Regions from separate parts of the Sus scrofa genome. Here region 1 is linked to region 2. The links are chromatin contacts, called in public promoter capture Hi-C maps. All regions are on one chromosome and are shown on one strand. The core of a region is the stretch at or near the end of the contact, and the rest is flanking DNA. Distances in the headings are between cores, read along the strand shown. Region 1 holds the start of TRIM24 (transcription intermediary factor 1-alpha). Region 2 holds the start of FMC1 (protein FMC1 homolog).

Region 1 (4,293 bases), core at 619-3,118, 800 kb after region 2:
GTCAGCACCTCCCCTAGCAAGACTCCCCTAGCAAGACCCACGGAAAACTGTCTTCCTCAAACTAGATTCTTTTCCTAACAAATAATTAAATCAAAAGTCTAACACTAAAATCTATTTTAGGCATCAATTTCATATGTTCTTTGACCTAGCTCAATTACTTATTAGCTTTTTATCTCGAATTAAATAAACTAGTCACTTTTAAAAAGGCAGTATATATTAAAAATGAATTAGTTACCTTGTATTTTTAAAAGGAAGGGCTCAAATATTTGCAATATGAACATTTAAAAACCTCAATTACTCTGCTAGAAACAATTTACCGTACTTACTTTAAGTGTTCATGTTAGCAATGGGAGCTACCTGTCAAAAGTCTCATTATACAGTAACAAACACCACAAAGAGAACAGTAACTTCAACATTTCCAGGTGCTGTCTACAAAATACAAGAAAATACTGCACCCCAAATCACTTTGTTCTATTTCTCTTTACCATTTACTGTCTTAAAATAAAATCTCCGACAGAGGACAACAAAACATCGTCTCTCAGTTCCTTTGTCCCCATCAGAGACGAGAGAATTGGGGGCTCATTAAGGAAAATAACCCAAAACATTCAAGACAAAAAATAGACGGCATCCGATGTGTAATCAATCATCAAAGAAAGTCACTATCACTTCATCTTCATCCCTTCCTTTCCCCCCTCCGGCTCAAATAACGTGGGTATATACGAGATGATTAGGATCATATGGACCTGGACAAAGCTTTGGGGAGGCCAAGGGTAGCAGTTAACTAGATGCAGTCGGCAAGGGACCCGACAAACAGTCTGCAGCAGACTCCGACAGGGGTTTTCAAAAGTGCGGGTCGCACCAGCCAGGCACCCCGGGAGGAGAAAGCTGGGGAGCAGGAGCAGCAGAAGCAGCAGCAGCGCTGGAGTCCGCGGCGCCGGTGGAAGTTGCTCACGGGGCGCGCGGCACGCCGCAGAGCGCGCGGGCCCTCCATGTCACCGCCGCCAGCACAGACCCTCTCCGCCCCTCCCCCGCCGCGCACCCCGAGCGGCGGCGACATGACAGCGGGTCGCCGCGACGCACCGGGGCGCCGGCCTCCCGGGGTCCCTCCCCGCGTTCCCCAGCCCCCCGCCTCCGCGGCCGGCTCTCACCTTGGGTAGCGAACGGCGAGGAGCCGCTGACCGGCGAGCCGGGGGCGGGGACCGGCGGCGGGGTCTCGCCGGAGCCCAGCATGGGCGCGGGCAGCATGAGGTAGCGCTGGGGCGCGGGCAGACAGCGCTGGCAGAACGAGTGCAGGCAGGGCAGCAGCTTGGGCGCCCGGCTCTGGATGTTCTGGTGGCACACGGCGCAAGTGTCCAACAGGTTGAGCCGGGCCGCCTCGCTTCCGCGCTCCGAGTCGGGGCCCTGCCGACTCTCGGCCTCGTTCTCCCCGCTCGGCGCAGCCGAGGGCCCCCCGGCGGCCGCCACCGAAGCCGCTGCGGCCGCCGTCGCCGCCTTCTCCACAGCCACCTCCATTGTCCTGCCCCCGCCGCCGCCGCCGCCGCCGCCGCCGGGAAAGGAGGAGCGCGGTCTCTGCCCACCGCCCCCGACGACCTCCTCCTCCACCGCCTCCTCCTCCTCCTCCTCCCAGGCCGCTAGGGTGACCCGCAGGAGAGGGAGGGAGGGAGGGAGGCCCGGGCCAAGGAAGCCTTCTCAGGCCCCAGGGATCCGCCTCCCGGGTGGCGCGGCCGGAAGAAGGGGATCTGTCAGCGGGGACTGCTCCTCGCACCGGGGAGGCTGCGCCCCATCCGCTTCGCCAACCGCCGCGGCGCTCGTCGAATCCGCCCAGCCCGCCCTCGCCTCCCCGCCTTTCTTTCGGGCCCCCTGGCCCACCTCAGGCCCCGCCCCCTCCCTCCCTCTCCCAGCAACCGAGACGTCGGCGAGCAGCGCGCCACCCAATAGCCGCCGCGCCTGGCCGGGGGGCGGGGCCTTCCCAAGCCCGCGAGGCTCCGACAGCCGCGGCGGGAGGCTAGGAGGTGGGAGGGCTCTTGCCCAGCCCCTCCCCCCAACTCCTGGAACCACGGCCTCTGATTGGGCCTTTGTGTGTGTTTAGCTCCTCTGAAAAGATTAAGGGCTCATTTGTTAACGATCAACCACCTAATTCGGTCCGCCTGTGTTAGCCCCACCTATGGGGCGGAGCTTCACTTTGTCTACCGACGCTTTTAATTAAGTAACTGCTTCGAAAACTCCCGTTCTGCTACTGAAGATGGGCTCCTGTAGGGGAAGTAAATATGTTGGGAGAGTCGAAGTGGAGATTGTGAAGAGCAAACAAGGAAAAAATTTTAAAAATGGAAAAATGTTGCGTAAAAAAGATATTGTGCAGGCAGCATATATTTTGCCACATGAATTGAGTATGATGAATTATGAGCATGAATTGTTAAGAGGGGAAGTTCTCTTGCAAGTCGGGAAATTTTAAAGGATTTCCCCAATGAAAAAGGTGAAATCAATTTTTAAAGTCAGTGATTTGCTTTTCAAGTGAATAAACATGGTTTATTCTCCAAAGAATTAATACATAAAGACTGTTCAAAAGTGGTTTTTTTTATTACAAGGAATAAAAATAAATGTTAATACTAATGTCCAAATAATTCTAAAATATTCTTTTCCAGCCACCCACCCGAAGCCCTCCCTCCCAACACACACACACACACACACACACACACACACACACATTTTAGAAGTCGCACACATTTTTCACTCTAAAGTGGCTAAGCTTTTAAGGATTTTGAAGTATAGAAACAGGGTGGGAGAAACAAAGCTTTTGAACACAATTATGGGAAAAAAATTATATGGAAGTGCCATTTTTTAGGAACACATGAAGTGATGCTGAATCTTTGAGAGTGGGATGGGGTCAGAAAAGGCTTTGTTAAAATTGAAATGATCCTGGAAGAAGCGATGACAATGGGGGAGAGCAAACTCTAGGCAACTCAGCTCTCCCTCATGACCTTACCTTTCCCAAAATATTCCTCTCCTAGCAGGCTCTTTCCCAGATTCTTAAATCCAATCTCCAGTGGCTTCCAGAGTGTCATTTTCATTCTTAATGACATTCAAGGGCTATTTATCTTGTATAGTTGTTTCTTAAACCTTAGTTTGCATAAAAATCGCCTGCCACATTTACTTAAAAGCTGGTTCTTGAGCCCCTCCCCAGATTCAGTTTTAGCAGGATCTCCTGATTGTGATGTGGATGGTCCAGGACCACCCTTAAAGAAACAAATTTCTTAACCCACTTATTGTCCCTCAACGATTTCATCCCTATACACCTCTCAAGCTGAAGCTCCCACTACTCTCATACTTTATGCTCTAGCAATTTTAACTCTTACCCACTTTGCACAAGCTTTTCCCTTTGTTTTGAAATGCCCTTCGCTCTGTACCCTGTTATGGTAGCTGTACTTTGAAAATCTTCATGTAATAGGAAAGCAAATTCTGTGTTATAAACTAGTGCTTTTAACGTGTTAATATTTCATTACAGAGGTGGTATACAGGATTCAAGTAGACTAAGAGACAAGTGCCTTTTAGTCCCTCAGATGATGGTGGTGAAGAAAAGAGAGGTAAATTGAGAGCCTTGTTTTGAAAGAATGCTGTGCAATCTGATACAGCCTACTAGTTTAGTTTCTCAAATCATCATGGATAATCCAGTTTCAAAGAAAACTATCTTCCATATTCTTAGATTTCCTAGTCTCAGGTAATTAAAACAATCATATGTTTTACTTTGTTCAAATATATATGGCTTCTGGGTTTTTTTAAGTCCAGAAAATGAAAATGTTGAAGTCTTTTTAATCATGTGATTATCTTACCTAGATATCATCCTCCCAAGTATATTGCAAAAATACTTCACAGAGATCCACTATTTTAGATAATCCTTCCTTAATTACAGCTTTCTCTATCCCTCTCCTTTTCTATAATTACTATGGCTCCCACTGCATCCAAGACTCTCCCCAATTTCATCCCTGTCTGATACCCCTATCTGATCTTCCTGCCCTGGTCACCTCTTTCCCATTCTCATTCTAAGCTTCAGCCTCACCGGATGACTTGCTATTTTCTTTTTTTTTTTCCTTTTCTAGGGCCACTTCCCGCGGCATATGGAGGTTCCCAGGCTAGGGGTCCAATCAGAGCTGTAGCCACCGGCCTATGCCAGAGCCACAGCAATGCCAGATCTGAGCCACATCTGCGACCTACACCACAGCTCACATCAACACTGGATCCTTAACCCACTAAGCAAGGCCAGGGATCGAACCCACAACCTCATGGTTCCTAGTCAGA
Region 2 (4,882 bases), core at 301-2,800:
CTGCGATGACAACTCCAAAACCACTGTGGTCTACTTACTCCCTTGGCACCTGTTTATTCTAAGCGCTTGGGCACATGATGGGTTGTACGACAGAACCCATGTGAATCTTATTTGTCATTTTAGGCTAACTTCCTAGAAGCCCCTAATATTGTGGCCTTTTAAAAACTAGTTGAACTTTAGTTCTAAAATTTTGCATTCTTGGACCTCCTGTGTGGCTCACATAACATTTTACATTCTAACTTCCATGGCTCAGAAAAATCAAAAGCACAAGGGTTCTCCGACATCACCCAAAGGACTCTAAGTTTCCTTCCTTCAGGTGAGAGCCGACTCAGCTGACAAGAGCCAAGATCAAGTAAGCAATTAAATGGAAGACTCTTATTTGTGAACCAAGTTACCTAGACTCTAGTAGTTCCTACACATGTGCTTGTACAGGTCAACTGTCCCTGAGCCTCAGTTGCCCCATTTGAGAAAAATGATCTGCCGTCTGATCTTGCTTAAGGGGTAGGTGTGGGTTGGGCAGATTTCTCAAGGGATTTTCCAAGATGGCCTCCCATAAGTTCCTATTTACCTCCGACACGTGGAAAATCGGCACCTGGCCATAAATCGTGTTAATGTTGTAAGTCACAGTACCACCTCAGTAGAGGTTTCTAGTTGACCTTTTTTTGCCGGGGGGGGTGGTGGTGGTGGTGGTGGTGGTGGTGGTGGTGGTGGTGTCTTTTTTGTCTTTTTAGGACCACACCTGTGCCACAGGGAAGTTCCCAGGCCAGGGGTCTAATCCGAGCTGCAGCTGCTGCCCTACACCACAGCCACAAAGCTGGATCCAAGCCACGTCTGCACATACACCACAGCTCATGGCCATGCAGGATCTTTAACCCACTGACCGAGGCCAGGGATTGAACCCACATCCTCATGGATACCAGTCCGGTTGCTACCGCTGAGCCACGATGGGAACTCCCTACTCTTCGAGAAGCTCTGCACCAAAAACTGCCTCTCAGAATAGCTCTCCTAGGGGAAGAGAAGGGTTGGATAGATCCTGTGGTTAGTGACCCTACACTGCCCACCAAAAATATCTTTTGTCCCTCTTTCCACCACTTCAGTTTCTTCTCACTGTCCCCTCCGCACATGCCAATAAAATCCTCAGGGGGCGATTCCACCCTAGGAAGATCTTGCTCTCCCTGGACCCTGGGTTGGCTCTCAGACTTAGGCTGCAGACCAAGGCCGAGGGGCTGGAGCTTTCTGCAGGGAAGCAGGGCCTCAGAAATGAGCGCTCAAGCCCGGAGCGCTGCACTTCCGCCCAGACCGACTCTCCCTCCCTTCCCAGGAAAGCGGAGGCTGGAGCACCCGGACACTGGCTTCCGTACCCGATGTGCACGGAAAGCTTTCACGAGGTACCGATAGGCCGCGGTGTCACGATAGTGTCGGCCCGTGGCCGCGTTCAAGTAGCGCAGCTCCCGTAGAAGGCCTCGCCAAGTGCGCACGGGTGAGCCTAAGGCCGCCATTTTCCTGTCCTCGGAGACCGGGGCGGGGCGGCGCCCTGAGGCCCCTCTTACGCCTGCTCCCCACCCCCCGCCCTGCCGATTAGTGGTACGGTCGCAACAGACTGCTGGCTCCCCCTATTCATTGCAGGGCAGTGGAATGTCTCACTTCCCTTCTTTGAGGAGCATTATTAATCGAACGTCGAGCGACACCTTAAGGAATTAAGAGAAAAGCAAACGAAAGCCGAGTGTAACTGAATACCCTGGAGAAAGGTCAGGCGAGGGAAAAGGAGGTCCTTTCTTGACTGCGTCACTTCAGACGCCATTAACTGACCGGCCGCTGAGTCTGGAGAAAATGAGGGAATGTCGGAAGTGGGTGTCGATTTGAAATAGAAAGCTGAGAAGATATATCTGTTTTTTTGTTTCTAGAGGGAATATCAAAACTCAGCATATTGACTTCCTAGAGATCTTAACAGGACTGCGGCTCAGACAAGGAAACGGGAGTATGTTGATTCTCGCAAACTAGCCCCACACCTAGAAGAAAATCGTAGACACTTTTCTCATCGTTAAAAAGTTAGCATGTGTCACTAAAGTTATGTGTAAGGGGGAAGAGGCAAAAGTTTCACTGAGAAGTTCACCTAAAATTTCAACCACCCCAGATGGGACTCGAACCCACAATCCCTGGCTTAGGAGGCCAATGCCTTATCCATTAGGCCACTGGGGCTGCTGCGAAAGACGTGCTCAAACAACGTATTCAATTTTTTTCCTGCTTTGTACGTCATCGTCACTTAGGTCTTTTTTTTGACCTATCCTAGGAGATCACACTTAGCACCAATATAAAGGGCGAGGCATGCTGGGAGTTGTAGTTCAGAGAACCAAATTCGCGTTACAGCTCCAAAGGCTTTACCCTCGAAATAGCACCGATGCGCCGGACGGAGAACGGGCACGCGCACAGTTTTGCGTATGCGTTTGCCTGCGCGACAGCCCCCGCGCCTGCGCAAAAGGGCACGTACGACAACGCTGAGCCGAAGGCGCTGGAAACGCTTGGGGAATCTGGGAGATTGGCCCTCCGAGCTTCTGCTCCTTTGCGTTTTTTACAGGAAACAGCCGGCCCCTTCCGGTATTGCGGCTTTCCTACCTGCTAGCTCGGCCCCAGCCTGCCGCTAGGTGGCGTTGGTAGCGGTCATTTTCTGTTTCCGGTTGAAACAGGCCATTTCCGCAGAGCCAGGAGTCAGGCAGAAATGGTTACATGGCCTTCTGTGTTGGCGGGCCAGTGGTAAACATGGGGCGGCAGGAAGTAGTTCAATTCATTAGGAATTAGTTAATTCGAAATAATTAGGAGTTAATTTTCTGGTTCTGTTCATTACTGAATAACTTGGACAAGTCACTTCTGAGTTTCACGACCTTACCCTTTGCTTAACATGTCTCAGTGGCTCCGCATTGCCCCTAAGATAAATTTCAGACCACTGGACCCTGCCTAAATTGACCCTCGTCTTTATCTTAACGTTTATGTCTCGCTGTTCATCCTCTGCCCCGTATCTGAACTTCTCTCGTTGTTTTTCCATATTTATGTTATTCTCTTTGTGCGAATCTTAACCATTTGCATTAATTCTATTTACCTTTTGGGCCTCGAGCTTCCTCGGGAAGTCTAGGTCAGACATTTCCTCAGGCCTTTATGGTCAGTATGGCAAGATTAAAATGATTCGCCTCCTCTGCGCTCATCTACATTTTCTAGATTCCCTATGTGATCTTAAACTTTTACAAGCTGCTACTTGTGTCTCAGCCTCATGTTCCACAGCTGCTCAATCTCAGAAATTCCCACTCTTAACAGGTCACTCTTGCTAGGTCCGTGTCAGAGTCCACTTGTTCTAGCTGGGGCCAATTTTGATCACTTTTTCATACTTCGACTGAAATCCAGAATCAACACAAGAGTAAACCAGTGCGACTTAATGTGAATGACTCTCTCCCAGTCACACTCATACTATTCATTTCATTCTAATCACAAGTCTCTGATTTTCAAAAAGCAAATAGGCAGGATGGGGTTAGGAAGAATGCTATCAGTTATTCTTTCCTCAATAGGAATTTGTTGAACTAACTTTCCAAGAGATGGCAAATTTGGCGTTCCCTTGTGGTGCAGTGGGTTAAGGATCCTGTGTTGTCATGGCAGCAGTTTGGGTAGCGCTGTGGCAGGTTCAGTCTCTGGCTGTGGAACTTCCACGTGCCCTGGGTGTGGCAAAACAAACAAAAAGTGAAGCAAAGTACCATATTCAAGCCCGCTCTGAGGAAGCAGGACAATTTATTGGAAGTATAGTAATTGTTGCTATGTTTTGGTAAGGGGCAATGAGATGTAATTCTGAATTCCTTTTTACTGAACTGCCAAAAGACTCCTCTTTTCTTTTAGCCTAAGCCATTTTTACATTAAAGCAAAGTAAATAGTAAAAAAAAAAATGTAAGCTCTGTGTGGCCACTAGTCACCGGAAATGGCCTTCTCATACACCTGTTGCTTTTTACATCAAGCAGTGAAGCTTATATCCCATCCTACCCACTCTTGAATCTGAGTGGCTTTGTGACTAGCTTTAACCAATAAATAGAATGTTCTGGGACGTCTCTGGAACCCCAGGCCTTTACAACTGACAGCTTTAACTCTCTGCTTCTCATCTAGAAACACTGCTCTGAAAAACCCAGCACATGGTAGAGGACTGAGATAAGCCCAGCTGAGCTCTCAGCACTGAGTATCAGTCACTGAGTGAGCCATCGTGAATGTCCCAATCCAGTGGCACCCCCAAATGACTACAGCCTCAGCCAGTGTGGCATGGAGCAGACAGCTGCCCAGCTGAACCCAGTCAACCCATAGAAACATTAAAGATAATAAAATGGTGGTTGTTTGGGAATAATTCCACTAAGTTTTAGAATCACTCTGTGTCAACAGAAAACCAAACTAGTCTAAAAAAGTTCTTAGAGACGGCTTAGCCAAAATTTTTAATTGTGTAGCTTTAGAAAGTGTTTGTTTCCTCGTGCAGGGCTACACACCCAAAGCCCTACAGTAGAGACCAGGCAGGTAACACAGAGTAAATCAGGCGGATGGGTTCCTTCCTCCTCCACAGGAGCTCGACTTTTCAGCTCAATCTACTTGCAACGTGGTAATGTGGTTCCAGTGTTGCCAGAGCTTCTGATTTTCCAAGAGAAGTTATAGATCTAGAATTTTTATGAAATGACCTTTTAAATGTTAGCAATCAGCTAGAAACAATACCATTTATCAAACCAAGCACTTCTGATGACCTTCTATAACCTCAGTTTGCAAGTGCAAGTTTGCAAACTATGTTCCAGGACACTTTACAGGTAATGCTTCATTTGACCTTCACACAATCCTATCAGGTAGGACTCTGATTTTACCTACTTCAAAATGT

The links. Promoter capture Hi-C pulls out the DNA fragments that hold promoters and counts their contacts.
Region 1: a promoter capture Hi-C map of fetal liver shows a contact between it and region 2, with 2.4 times the contacts expected there. The contact joins the promoter of TRIM24 here to the promoter of FMC1 in region 2. A contact is called at or near these places in 1 of 5 promoter capture datasets (fetal liver) and 1 of 2 datasets of contacts at active chromatin or transcription factors (alveolar macrophages).

What each region holds. Positions count from the first base shown.
Region 1 is chr18:11,149,887-11,154,179 of Sscrofa11.1, forward strand. TRIM24 (transcription intermediary factor 1-alpha) reads right to left here and starts at 1,869. Exons shown (of 19, transcript XM_021079187.1): 1 at 1,149-1,869. The coding sequence starts at 1,512.
Region 2 is chr18:10,348,822-10,353,703 of Sscrofa11.1, forward strand. FMC1 (protein FMC1 homolog) reads right to left here and starts at 1,551. Exons shown (of 2, transcript XM_005657736.3): 1 at 1,362-1,551. The coding sequence starts at 1,499. It overlaps TRNAR-CCU (a tRNA gene), which reads right to left and starts at 2,199; the gene lies at 2,127-2,199.